Linked DNA regions of Capra hircus: region 2 is linked to region 1. A link is a contact called in public Hi-C data. All regions are on one chromosome and are shown on one strand. Each heading gives the region's core, a stretch centred on a gene start, on an enhancer-like site or on the middle of the called end of the contact. The rest is flanking DNA. Distances are from core to core; before and after follow the strand shown. Region 1 holds the start of STIM1 (stromal interaction molecule 1). Region 2 overlaps STIM1 (stromal interaction molecule 1).

Region 1 (3,022 bases), core at 319-2,818:
GGGTAAAAAACTGGATTCCTTCTAAGCTTTGTGTAAAACAACTGAATTTTAAAGGTGCTTTTTTTTTTTTTCTCTCTCTGCAACAGAGCACCAGGGCTCCTACTTTTTTGACAAGGCTCCATGAGTACACAGGAAAAAGCAGGAGAGATCAAAAATATCGTAGAACTCCTACCATCATCAGTCAGAAGAAACAGAGTAAGTCAACAAGTGGTCCCAGGAATTATATCATGCCTATGTCAAGAAAAGTCCATTTAACTCCCTAGTGGTAAACAGCATTCCATCTAAGGAACTGCTTTGATATTTCAGATGGGCACAGCTAGGAGACAGCAGATTACCTAAGGGCAGGGAGGAAATAGGGTTCCCACGCTCACTGGAATAGCAAGGCACACCTCAACACTAACTTACAGAGTAATAAAGCTGGCTCAGTCCTGACTTTCCCTGCCCAGTCCAAGTAGCCTCAACCTCCCCTGTGCTGCCAAGTGCTGAAACTGGCCAAGAGCAATAGACTTATCATCTGCCCAGGCCATTATTCCAGGCAAGTAATCCTGAGACAGGGTCTTGACTTGCTGATCTGAAAGGCCAAGGTGTGCCAGAAGCAAACCGCCTTTCTCTGCCAACAAAAGACATCCTGAGGAGGGATGAAGAAAGTTGTTCAAGAGACAAAGACATCAGCAGTAGCTCCTGAACGGAAAGAACTCCCTGGACTCCTAAGAACTGGCAGTGCCATGATTGGGTGCTCCATCAATCACAAGTGTAGAAACCGACTGTTCAAACTTCCCCACTTGGGCAACTCAGTTCTTGCCCGTGGCAAGGCCTTACCTGCTGCAGTGGACTCCTCAGAATTGGCCCCCGAGCCGGTCGCCTTCTCGCTGTGGCTTTGGCTGAGGCTCTGGCCGTGATGCAGGAGGAGCCCCCAAACGAGCCACAGGGCAAGACGAGCGCACACATCCATGACTCCAGGTCTCAGTCAACATGCGCCTGATGGAGACACCTCAGGGTCTCAGAGGCAAAGTTGGGAGCCCGGTCTTGGAACCCCAGGCAAGATGCCCTCGAGGTGCCGCAGCTGTCCAGCCACCCGCGAGTCTGCCTCCTCCGACAGCCAAAGGTCAAGTGCTCCAAGTTTGGGAGCGGGAGGAAGGCCGGCGTCTCCGGCCCAACTGTGGGTCCGCTGGAGCTGCGACGGCCTGAGTGCCCTGTCAGCTCGAGCCGCTTCCGGAGAGTTTGGACAAGGCGGCCGCGGAGCCGCTGTCCGCTCCGCAGCCGGCTACACCCTTTGGGGAGGGGGTGAGCGGGCGGGACCTCTCGCGGTGGGGGAGGGAGAGAAAGGAGGAGAAGGGGGCACCTGGCTTCGCCCCGCCGGGGATCCTCGAGCAGCGCAGGTTCGGGGAGGGCGTGCGACTCCGAGGCCCCCGCGGGCGCGGGCGGCTCGGGGATCCCAGGCCTCCAAGGCCGAGGTCAGCGATCCCGCCCAGTCCCGTGCCCCGGCCGGCGGTGCCCAGGTTCAGCAGGCGGACGCGCACGGGCCAGGCCCGGGATAGAGGCTCGCGGGCGTGCGGGCGGGAGGCGCGGGGCGGGCCCGGGGCGGGCGGGGGCGTGCTCTCCCGCAGGCCCGCCCAGCGCCGCCCGGCCCCCAGCGAAGCCCGGGCCCGCCCCAGCGCTGGGTTTATCCCGGAATAACCTGTTGTAGGCAGCCACCCGGCGCCCGCAGACCCCGGAGGGCTCTCCCGGTCCGCGCTAGTCTCCGCTAGGATCCCTCTCCCCAGCCAAGTGTCGGGTCCCAAGCCTCCCTTTCGCCCACTAGTCTCTCCCGTGCTAACCGCCCGCAAACGGACGGGCTGGCGGGCGCTGACACGCAAGTCGCTCAGGTAACCCAGGCCTGCGGCGGCGGCGGCGATGATGACACTGGCCCGGATCTCCGGGCCTCGGTGCCGACCCACTCGCCTCAGCTCTAGAGCCGGGCAGGGCAGAGGGCCTGGACACTACGACTGCCGCCCGGTACTGCCAGAGGAGACAACGACCCGGCCCGGTTCAGCCGGGGGCGCGTTCCCAGCCCCCTACTCCCGGCCGGCATCCCAGGCTCCGCCCCTCTCGCCGCGCCCCGCAGCCAATCGGCTCCCGCCTCTCTGCAGCTTAGGAACCCGCGCGCTTAGTCACCCCTGTGCAGCGGCCCCTGGCGGGCAAAGCTAGGTTCTGCGGCCGGGATCGGAGCTCCTTGGGAGGCCCTGCCCCTTTGCAGAGAGCTGGGGAATTAGAGCGAGGACCCGCCCCGGGGGAGGCCCATTGGGGCCTGCTAGTGTTTTCAGAAGGAATGATGCCAGAAAACAAAGCGAAGCGTCCAAACCAGTATAGGTAAAATGGCCCCACACATTCCTAAATGGCCAAAGGGCCCCATATCTGCCTTCCTGACCTTCCCCCCCAACTTACCCCCCCCAATCCAAGCTAAGTAGGATGCCCTCCCTTAACTCTCTCAGCCCGTTTTCCTACCCGTCCCCCAACCCCCTCCCCTCTGAGGTTTCTGCGGGTAGGGCCTGTGTAGGTTCCTCCCTGCATCTCACTCTCCCAGCTCTGTCTGTGGCTTGAGGGTGTTAGCGACTTGAGAACGAGTGCCCCTATTAAGAGGGAGAAGCGTCTGGGCCTCCCTCAACAGAGCCTGCACTTCCTGTTCTCTTCTCAAGTGTGCTGTCAGCAGATCTTTACTGAAACCTGCTCTGTGCCCTGCCCTGTCCTTGGCACCGGCGGCAGGAGAAGGGATTAGGCCCCGGCCCTCCCCTGACAGTGCTAAGCCAGCTACCTGTTCTGAGCAAGCCCTCTGAAGATCGGGAACATGGATTTGCCCAACAGCTGCCGGGCTTAAGAGTTAGGCTGTTAATATAAAAATACACCTCCGACGTCATCTACTACCACCCTCCCACTCTCTTATTGAACTTCGGTTACACTGGTCTTAAGTTCCTCAAGCACATGGAATCTCAGCCACCTCCCATGCCTCCTAGCTACTGTGGCTTCTACCTGAAACACTCTCTTC
Region 2 (2,700 bases), core at 50-2,549, 95 kb before region 1:
AAAAACCACAATGTTCTAAGTATTTAAAATTATGCAAGCTAACTTTACCTTGCCCACTGATTAAAGTAAAACTAGTTTGGTCTAGATAAATGTTATGTCTTCTTACTGCCTTAAAATTTTTTTTTTCTCTTAAAAACTTAAAACTAAATCTCTTGAATAATAACTACCTAGCTGAAGGGAGAAGGAAGAGATGTATGTGAAACTGACCTATTCAAAGCACTGGCTTGACAGAGAATGTAGGTGGGTAGCTAACCCTACTCTCCCTCCAGCTCTTCATGTTTAAGGCTTGCTGGCCCTTCAAGGCCCAGGGAAAGTCCATCTCCACCAGGAAAGCTTCCTGAACCACTCCAGGTCAGAGCACTGAGCCCAGTCTGGGCCAGGCACCACCTCATAAGGTTTCTTCTGCTCCTAATTGAATTATATCCCAGGTGGCCTGTTAGCTCCTCTGGAGTGGGACTTGAGAGACCTATCACTATTTCCGCAAGAACAGAATTGAGGACATTATAACTACCTAAGGGAGAAAGGGAGGATGAACAAGACAGGAACTATGCTGCGACTTCTACATATGGTGTCTCTTTTATTATTCTGTGAATTGGTACCTTTATTATCCCCAGTATAAGATGAGGAAACTGAGGCCCAGATACACTACATTATCTACTCAAGTCACATAAATGGTGAAAGTAGGGTGGAACTAGGATATTATCTATCTACAGAGTCTTAATAAGAATAAATACATATTGGTGCCCACTTGGTTACCCACCATACAGCTGGTTTGTTAGGCAATTCAGTCATACCAGCCTTCCACCTCAACTCCTTTTTGCTGCCAGTTGGGCCTGAGATGCCAGTTTGACTTTCTTACTTACTCTTATTTTATCTCACATGGGAAATGTGAAGGGAGCTCCCCAGGGTCCCTTCCAGGGTGGAGTATGTGGAAAAACAGGCTAGACAAAGGGTGCTTCAGGGGGAATTTAAAAAAAGAGACAAGTATCCATATCCTATAATATCAGAGCCAGAAAGACTCACTAGTTAAATTCTCTGGTTTTACAGAGGAAGATATTGAACCCTAAGAGGCAAGGTCATTTGCCTAAGGTCACACAGCTGAGTGGAGACTGAAATCCTGTCTCTCAACTTCCAAATTAGTACTCACTTTGGTCTACCCTGCACCAGGCTATGGAGACAGAACTGGAGTATGACCTGTCAGGCCTGTCACTAAGCGAAAAACCCAAACGCTGTAAACACAGGAAATGGGCTGGGATGAGGTTCAGAGGGAGTAGCAATCTTTGCCAAGTTAGAAGTGTTCAAGCGTTTCCTGTCCACAGCTGTTAACTGTCACAGAAATGCTCCAGAAAGTAATACAGGCAGGAAAAAAAAAAGAAAAAAAGACTAAGGCCTAGAATTGACTATAAATTATTCAGGCTAATCCACTTAGTTTTACAGATGAGGAAGCTAAGACTACCCCCTAAAAGAAAAATGACTTGACCAAACTCACACCATAGAATTCAAAGATCCTTAGAAACCACTTACTTGGTTCAAATCCTTCACTTTAACGATGAAGTTTGAGCCCCAGAGAGGGAAAGGGCCTTGCCCAAGGTCACACAGCTAGACTTGTGTCACAGCCAGCACTGGAACTCGGGTCTTCTACCTCACAGGCCACTATGCTTCCCACTAGTTAGAGTGAGCAAGATAAAGGGCTCTGCCTCAGATGATTTGGGTGCTATTTTGGCCTTGAAAAAAATACAACGTGTCAGGAAACTGAAAATAAGCAGGATATACTAACAGCTAATGAAGAATGACAAGGGCCAAACAGAGTAAGCTTAGAGGAGCCGAAACAAAAGTGGTCTGGTTGCTTAAGACTTTGGGAAACTAAGAGGTAGAAAAATATTCTGGCTATTCTAGGAACTTAGAATCCAGAGGAGAACAATCAGGGAAAACACACAGAAATGGCTGGAAGCACTAAGGGAAATCCCAAGGTAATGCTTCCTTCTTCTGTCCTAAGTCAAAATATCCAGAAAACATCACTGCAGGAGCAGTCCTCGGTTCAGCAGGCCACTAAGGGGTACAATAGTAATTGGCAGATTCCTGGGGCCCCATTCTACACAGCTCATGGGTATGGAAGGAACTATATTTACACAATTGCTGGCAGTTCATTATATCCAATCTTCGCATCAGCCCTGCATGACAAGGACCATGATTGCCATTTAACAGATGTGGAAACTAGGGCTGAGAGAAGACAAGTCTCTTAGTCACAGTCACAGTTAGTATTACACATGGCAAATCAAATTGCTGTTGTTGTTTAGTTGCTCAGTTGTGTCCAACTCTTTGCAACCCCATGGACTGTAGCCCACCAGGCTTCCCTGTCCATGGGATTCCCAGGCAGGAATTCTGGAGTGGGTTGCCATTTCCCACTCTAGGGGATCTTCCTGACCCAGGGATTGAACCCACATCTCCTGCATTGCCAGTGGATTCTTTACCGCCTAGCCACCAGGGAATCCAGTATTCACACTTAAAAACTCTCCTTCCAGAAATTCTTAGCAAATGTCTGCTGCTCCAATCCTATGGGATACAATGAGGAAATAGATATGCTTCTGGCCTACCAGCGTTCCAATCAGAGATTGGAGAATTAAGTAATTATTGTAACAACACATAACAATTTTGAATGCTTACTAATATGGCAAGTGCTATTCTAAGCTCTCCACGTAT

The links. Hi-C and Micro-C count contacts between places; a contact is called where the count stands out from the background.
Region 2: a contact with region 1 is called in a Hi-C map of liver, with 3 times the contacts expected there. The contact joins the enhancer-like site here to the promoter of STIM1 in region 1. A contact is called at or near these places in 3 of 5 Hi-C or Micro-C datasets (blood and liver).

Annotation. Positions count from the first base shown.
Region 1 is chr15:32,116,017-32,119,038 of ARS1.2, reverse strand. STIM1 (stromal interaction molecule 1) reads right to left here and starts at 1,568. Exons shown (of 13, transcript XM_018059438.1): 1 at 820-1,568. The coding sequence starts at 952.
Region 2 is chr15:32,211,245-32,213,944 of ARS1.2, reverse strand. The region is part of intron 1 of STIM1 (stromal interaction molecule 1); the gene reads right to left. Among named protein-coding and RNA genes, the nearest start is that of STIM1, 95 kb to the right of the region's middle. Within about 2 kb of position 1,299, at least 2 of the 5 cell types and tissues checked have an H3K27ac peak or open chromatin away from gene starts, as enhancers often do.